Linked DNA regions of Canis lupus: region 2 is linked to region 1. The links are chromatin contacts, called in public Hi-C maps. All regions are on one chromosome and are shown on one strand. Each heading gives the region's core, a stretch centred on a gene start, on an enhancer-like site or on the middle of the called end of the contact. The rest is flanking DNA. Distances are from core to core; before and after follow the strand shown. Region 1 holds the start of EPOP (elongin BC and Polycomb repressive complex 2-associated protein). Region 2 holds the start of GPR179 (probable G-protein coupled receptor 179).

What was found. A called contact is a pair of places that touch in the nucleus more often than the background predicts.
Region 2: a Hi-C map of skin fibroblasts shows a contact between it and region 1, with 2.1 times the contacts expected there. The contact joins the promoter of GPR179 here to the promoter of EPOP in region 1. A contact is called at or near these places in 2 of 9 Hi-C or Micro-C datasets (amygdala and skin fibroblasts).

The regions. Positions count from the first base shown.
Region 1 is chr9:23,501,060-23,504,861 of UU_Cfam_GSD_1.0, forward strand. EPOP (elongin BC and Polycomb repressive complex 2-associated protein) reads left to right here and starts at 1,886. Exons shown (of 1, transcript XM_038547485.1): 1 at 1,886-3,802. The coding sequence starts at 2,869.
Region 2 is chr9:23,758,760-23,762,561 of UU_Cfam_GSD_1.0, forward strand. GPR179 (probable G-protein coupled receptor 179) reads left to right here and starts at 1,952. Exons shown (of 12, transcript XM_038547510.1): 1 at 1,952-3,020. The coding sequence starts at 2,227.

The sequences.
Region 1 (3,802 bases), core at 636-3,135:
CGAGTGTCCTCTACTGTAGGCAATGGGAATTGCAACAGCCCGGCCAGCCCGCTCACCTCACCCTCCTGACTGGTGAGGAGCACTGTTACCCCTTTTTACTGAGAGGGACACGGAGACTCAGAGTGTGTAAGTGACCTGCCCAGGGTTGCACAGCAGGCACCCCCAGCCTACGCCCTCTGAAAATGGAGGCTTGATGACTTCAGGTCCTTTCAGCTAGAGTTACTCACACCAACCCCTGCTGTTTGTAAAGTGCTTCCATGCCCACAACCCAGCATTCCCATCTGGGCTGTATTCTGGGGGTGCCTGATTCAAGGAAGGAGAAGTGGAGGTGGAAGGAATTCCTTCTCCAGGGAAGGACTCCCAACAGTAATGATCCCAACTAAAGCCCCTAAACTCAGATCTGAAGGACCGAAGGCTTTTGGAGTGAGAGAAGGAGGAGGCCGTTGATCTGCATGGTTAGGTAAGATTCATTCATTTATTCATACTGAAGAACTTCCTGAGCATTTTCTCCTTATGTCAACACTACACTAGGCACAGGAATGCAAATATGAGTGAGACTATAGGGGAGGATCAAAGGAGTTTCCTAGTCCAGGTTCCTGTAGGTGGGGCCCAAACTCCCTCCCCAGGATCTCAGCAGCGGAGGCTGAAGGAGTACAGTGGGAGGTTGAAGCAGATGCCTTCCGCCCCATAAGCAAAAGAAATCTGTCACTGCTGTCTCAGGGTAAGAGTTTTCAGCATTGTCCCCCAGAAGAGACAGCTGTGAAGATCATCATCCTTCCAGAATTTTCCTCCTGTGTGTGTATGGGGGGAGGGGTTGCAGAAAGTGGGGAGGGGAGCCAAGGCTTTTGGAGCACTCAGGAATCCTGGAGTGCAGACCTGGCAAGATCCCAGGATATCCCCTAGGACAACTGCCCTGAAGGCTTCTACCGAAGATTCTAGGGGGTTTTTGGAGCAATAGAACATCATACCCTCCGGTTCCTCAAACCCTGGCTTCACCTCAGGGCCTTTATCTGTGGCCTCTGCAGAAGGAACCCCTTCCTCCCAAATGTTATTTGATGATGACAGAAAAATGATTCTTCTGTTGTCACTGCCAGGAGCCCCAGGACGCAAGCTGCATCATTTGCCCCTTTACAGAAACCCAGTCTTACCCTGGCTCCAGAAGGAGATATTCTCTCTGTGACACTCTCCCCAACTTCCATATTCCTACTCCAAGCTATCATACCAATTTCTTTATATCTCTGGGGATGGGAAGCAGCCATATTCCAGTAACCTGATTTTTATCAAGAGAGAAACACTTCAGGGATTCATTCATTCACTGCAAATATTTATTGAGCACCTATTAAGTCTGGGCACTGTTTAAGGCAGTAGGGATGCAGTAGTGATTAAGATGAAGTTCTTGTCAGCTCATTTCCAGACTAATGAGAAACAGACAATAAAAATAAATATGTTCAGACTTTCGTATAATAGTAAGCTATACAGAAACTAAAGAAAGTTAAGGGGGATAGTACATGTTGGGGAGAGGTGGTCCTTCATCATTAGGATTTATTTGGGAGGGGAGATAATTCACTTTTTTTTTTTTTTTTTTTGCTTCACTCTCCTTGGAGACAAGAGGGTCTAGGTGTCCCCTACTCTGGACTCCTCGGCCCATTTTGGCAGCTCAGCTTCAGAGGGCAGCGTCTTGGTATTTGAAGGGGCCGGAAAACCAGCCCCTGGTAATTTGGTCAAGGGGCCATTAGAAACTGCATTAGAGAAACGCAAACAAGCCTATTTATCATCTTTCCTGGGTGAAATAATACTCACCGCCCCCCCCCATTGATTTTTTTTTCCTTTGTTCATCTTGCACACACTGAATGCCTAACTCCTTTTTCAACATTTTTCTTTCTTTTTTCTTTTTTTTTTAGCTCAGTGTGTGCCAGGCGCTGTTCTCGGGCTCCGGAACAGAGAGGAAGGAGACATTCTCTGCCCGCGGGAGTCCCTGCCTTGGCAAAGCTTGTAAACAACCATCGCCTCACTTCAGTTTTTCACCCAACTCAGTGTTCGCGATCCATCTATGTTGATTCATGCAGCCCGCAAGAGGGTAGATGTGAACATTCCCATTTTACAGATGCGAAAACCGTGGCTGCTAAGCGAAAAGCGACGCGTTCCGCGACGACTAGAGGGCGGGACGCCACCGGGCCACGTGCAGCGGCGCGTCTCGCCCCTCGCGATCCCACCCGCACACGCTCCCTCTCCTCCTCCCTCCCAGCCGCCGCCGCGCCGGGTCCACGTGTGTGTGTCTGTGTGCGGAATGGGGACGGGGGCGGTGCCGCCGGAGGGGTGGGGTCCAGGCCAACGTCACAGGCAGCGGCGCCCAATCAGCGGCGGGCTCGCGGCCCCGGCGCTGGTATTGGGGCAGCGAGGGGGCAGTTCTCTATAACGCGGTCTCCGGGAGCCAGCGGGGAAGAAAGAAGCCGAGCGGGCGGAAGGCGCCCTCCCCGCCGCCTGGGCCCGGGCACCGGGTGCCGGGCCCGGGGTCCTTCCCGCCTCCCGCGGCCGCCGGCCGCTTTGTTTCCCCGGCCTCTGCGCCCTGGTCTACTCGAGAGGGGCTCCCGCCGGGGCTGCGCAGGGAACGCGGCGGCAGGAAGGGCGGCCGACCGCGCCGGGACTCGCAGGGACCCAGGAGTCCGGCCGCCGGGAGGGCCGCGTGACGAGATCGAGGAGGGAGCCAGAGCTCCGCGGCCCGGGGTTGCGGGCCGGGGGCGCCCGTGAGCAGAGACCTCCCCGTCGAGGGGGGGCGATGTTCCCCTCGCCCGTGGGCTCTTCGGGCAGCCCGGGCACACCGCCGCTGGGACCAGGGCCCCCGCAGTGGGCACCCCCCCGGGCGGTTCCATGGAAACTCTGTGCCCCGCTCCCCGCCTCGCAGTGCCGGCGTCCCCGCGAGGGTCGCCCTGCTCCCCGACACCCCGGAAGCCGCGTCGGGGGACCCAGGAGTTCTCTCCGCTGTGCCTGCGTGCCCTTGCCTTCTGCGCCCTTGCCAAACCTCGGGCGTCCTCTCTGGACCTGGGGCCTGGGGAGCTGGCGCCGCGGGGCCCGGTGCTGCTGGGCCCTCGCGCCCCCCTGTGCACCGGCGGCTGGGCCCCGGATGGCCTGAAGCACCTCGCGGGACCCGCCGGGCGGTCCAGCGACCCGGACTCCCCGGCCGGTCAGGATGCCGACGCCGCAGTGTGCCGGGGCCGCGGCGAGGAGGAAGAGGGCGGAGGCGGTTTCCCGCACTTGGGCTCTCGCTCCGGCGGACCTCCCGGCCGCTGCCCGGCGCCCCGGCGCCCTCGGGAATCTCCGACCAGCTCCGCCTCCGCTCCGCCTCGGCCAGCCTCGGGTCTCGACTCCCAGCCCGGCCCCGCCGCCAGCCCCCATCAGGAGCCCGGTTCCCCGCCTCCGCCGCCACCTGCGGGCCTCGCCCCCGAGCCCGCGGGTCCCGGGGCCGCGCCGGAGCCGCCCGCGCCGGGCCAGACGGCCGCAGTCGATGGAAACGCCCCGCAGGCCGCCCCGGAGGCACCGGCCGCCAGCCCCCCGACGGCCGGCGGAGCCCCGGCCGCGCCCGGCGATCTGCGCCAGGAACATTTCGATCGTCTGATCCGCCGGTCGAAACTTTGGTGTTACGCGAAGGGCTTCGCCCTCGACACTCCGAGTTTGCGCCGGGGCCCGGAGCGGCCGCCTGCGAAAGGGCCCGCCCGGGGAACCGCCAAGAAACGCCGACGGCCGCCGCCCCCCCATCGCAGCGCACAGCCCCGCCGCCCGGCACCGACGCTCCCCACCTCGAGCA
Region 2 (3,802 bases), core at 702-3,201, 260 kb after region 1:
CAGTAATAATCCTCCCTGAGGGGGTTTTGTGAGGCGTTAAATGAAAACTTACACAGAAATGCTAAAACACTGGGTGCCTGGGTGGCTCAGCGGTTGAGTGGCTGCCTTCAGCTCAGGTTGTGATCCCAGGGTCCTGGGATCAAGTCCCGCATCAGGCTCCCTGTGGGGAGCCTGCTTATTCCTCTGCCTATGTCTCCGCCTCTCTCTGTGTGTCTCTCATGAATAAATAAATAAATCTTAAAAATAAAAAAAAGAAATGCTAAAACGCGACACAAACGTTAGTAGTTATTATGAAAAGCTTCTTAGAGGACCAAAACAATGTGTGTTTGGGGCCCTCCACGAACAGTAACCAATAAGACCAAGAACTTGGAATGGCACCCTCACCCCTCTCTTAGCACCCAGAATCACAGAGGCCACAGAGAGGACTATGCATGTGTATACAGGTCTGACTCCACTCATGGACGTTGTGGCTTTGAGGTCAACTCCACTGGCCTCCTGTTTTAGTTTTAGTTTTAGTTTCTTTCTCTATTGGAGAAAGGTCCAGGCCAGAGAGGCACTTTCAGTTCTGACATCACAGGGGTTCTCCTGGGGGGTTGCCCTCATGCCCCCCACCCACCTCTTACATTCCCACTTAGGTTCCAAAGAAGAATTGTTTGCAGAGCCTACCTGTAAAGCAAGGGGAGTTTTTAGCAACCATCATTCATCCTTTCCTGCATACACTCAGTGCTCTGGGTCATCAAAGATTTGAGGAAGAGACAAGAGACAAGAGACAAGAGACAACCTGTGTATGTGGGTCCAGATCTGGGGCTGAACGGGTTGCCCATCAGTGACAGAAGAGAGAGGGAGAGGAAGGCAGGAGCTTTGTTTTATGGCTACCTGCAAGATTCCACACCCTTCTGGAGCCAAGGAGTGTTAACTCTACCTCCTCCCGACACACACACCAGTTATTGTGCCCAATGAAAGGAAGGATGTGGAAGGTGGGGGGGAAAGCCGGAAAGAACACAGAAGTTAGACACAGTTTTCATGAATGAAGGAAGATAGGACTTAGGATGACAAAATGAAGGTGGAAGTAGCAGAAACAAAACTTTGTTCACTCTCTTCTCCCTGTCCCCATCTCACACACACACACACACACACACAGAGAGAGAGAGAGAGAGAGAGCGCATTGGCTGTAGTTGTTACCTCTGTGGCGCTGGAGAAGAGAGGCTCCCCATCCAGGGGAGCCTCCTCGTTGAGGCTCCCACTCTGTCAGGAAGGCCAGTGTGATCCTAGGGGAAGTCCTTTTACCTCTCTGGGTCTTGGATTCCACCTCTCTAATGAGGCTTTATTAATGTCTCTGAGGTTGAGTAACAGGGTCATAGGAGTTTGACCAGGGCCAGCGTGGAGAGTCAGAGCTCCAGGTTTGAGTCTCAACGTGAGCAACTATGTGATCTCAGGTGAGTCTCTGAGCTCAATGTCTGCATCTGTGAAATGGGGATAAGAATATTGACCTTATATATGTGCTAGTGGGGAAGATTCCTTGAGATAACACACAGGAAAAACACTTTATAAACTGCCACAGTTTGTCCAAGATCCACTGTGGTTATATCAGGCTCTCTTCTCCACCCTTGCCACCCCAATCTCAAATTCCGGTTCAGCAGCACTGTGTCAGGGGGGTACAGGCAGTCAGAGCAGATTGCCAGGAGCTGAAGCTTGGCCCTAGATCATGCCCGTCGCAATCGCTGCCAGGAGGCTGAGTGGAGCAGAGGGGTGGAGAGAGGGGCACAGCTCATCTGCGGTTGCTATGGTGCCCCATCCTGGATTTGCCCATCTCTCCTAATGGAGCAAAGGGCAGAGGGAGGGAGAGAACGACTGGTCTCTTTCTCTCCCCTCCCATTTCTCTCTCCGTGGAGCCCGATGTGTGATGGGGAGTGGGGGGAGGGAGCCTCGATGCTGGATGAGAGGAGGAGGGAAGAGGGGTGGTGCCAGGATTAAGAGGGTTTGCAATGGGGGGTCACACTGACAGAGGAGGGGCAAAGCCCTCATGCCTACATCTAGAAGCCAGCTGATGACGTTAGAGAGCAGGAAAAACAGGCAAGACAGCGCAGTGTGAGAGAGAGGGGGAGAGAGGAAGAGAGAAAGCCAGGATAGGAGGCGTGGAGCCAGCCAGCCTCTGCCTGGGCTCTCCTGAGCCACCAGATTCCCCAGGCAGCCTGGACCACAAGGTACCCGAGAACTGCCTTGAGGATGGGCACCAGGGTAGTGGTCTCACCCCACCCTGTGTGGGGGCTGCTGGGCTGCTGTTTCCTCTGCAGCTGGGCTCTGGGGGGTCCGCGGCCCTCCCGCTCTCTGCCACCTCTGTCCTCCCAAGTCAGACTGGGGTCTGTGCCCATGTGGGTGCCCCCAGAGAGGGCTGAGGCAGCCCTGGCTTTTCTCTACTCTGGTGATGCCCAACAGCTGTTGGGGGCTAATTGCAGTGAGCGCTACGAAGCCCATGGCGCAGGAGCCAGACCAGGGCTCCCCCCAGTCCTATGGAGGGCAGCAGGCACCCTCGTCCAGGCTGCTAATTTCCTCAACATGCTGCTACAAGCCAACGACATCCGTGAGTCCAGTGTGGAGGAGGATGTGGAGTGGTACCAGGCACTGGTCCGCAGTGTGGCCGAGGGGGACCCAAGGGCATACCGGGCTTTTCTGACCTTTGACCCTCCACCAGGGGCCAGCCACCTGCAGCTGGCCCTGCAGGCCACCCGGATGGGGGAGGAGACCATCCTTCAAGACTTGTCTGGGAGCAGAGTACAGAAGGAGAGCCCTACCCGGGCCCCGGACACCTCTTCCCTACAGAAGCGAGTGCTGACCAATGACCTAGGGAGCCTCGGCAGCCCCAAGTGGCCACAGGGGGATGGCTATGTGGGGGACATGCAGCATGTGAAGCTATCTCCTCCCTTTCTGGAATGCCAGGAGGGTCAGCTCCGTCCTGGCTGGCTTATCACACTTTCTGCCACCTTCTATGGACTCAAGCCAGACCTCAGCCCAGAGGTCAGGTAAGTAGGTTTGTGCAGTATTTGACGCATTTGTGGGTATGTGAGGGTGGGGGCCTCAAGTCCAGCCAGCTGTGAGTGGGCCATTTGGCACACGCATATGTATCTGGGGGGCACAGATGTGTCTATTTGCATTCAGCTGTGTATATTTGCAGTTGACTCTGGGAATCCGTAACTGTCTGTTAACACATACAGGTGTGAGTGTACATAGTGTTATGAATCAATCCACTTATCCATAGGTATACACATAGGCGTGTGTACAGCTGGGCATAGGTCTTGGCCCCCAGATTATAGAAGGCAGGAGAGGGTATGGTGTGGATGACAGTGATAGGCCATGTGTGAGCTGTCTTGGGGGAGCCAGGTGGGCACTCCAGGAGTCAAACCTGCTGCTCTCTAGCAATCTAGAGCTACAAAAGGAGGTTTCTCCAAGGGAAGAAAAGTTCTTCAGGAGGAAGCTTGGAACCATTGCCCTTTCTGTTTAGGAGTTGGCCAGGTCCCCAGGGTCACTCCCAATGGCTATATTCTTACATGAAGTAGGTTCCAGTCCTGCCTGTCCTGCCTGGTACCCTTCAAATAACTGAGTTCCTCCTGCAACCGGAATAAAGAGGTGATTGGGAGCCCTGGTGGGAAAGAGGAAGCAAATGGGCACAGAATTGCAAGGCGTGCAACAATCCACATTGTTTTTCCAGCTATGTGTCCCTATTCATTGCTCTCAGCAGGCTCTCCCTCCTGCCAGCCAGCAGCCTGGCTCCTATCCAGCTCTACCCACTCAGCCCAGAGCAGGG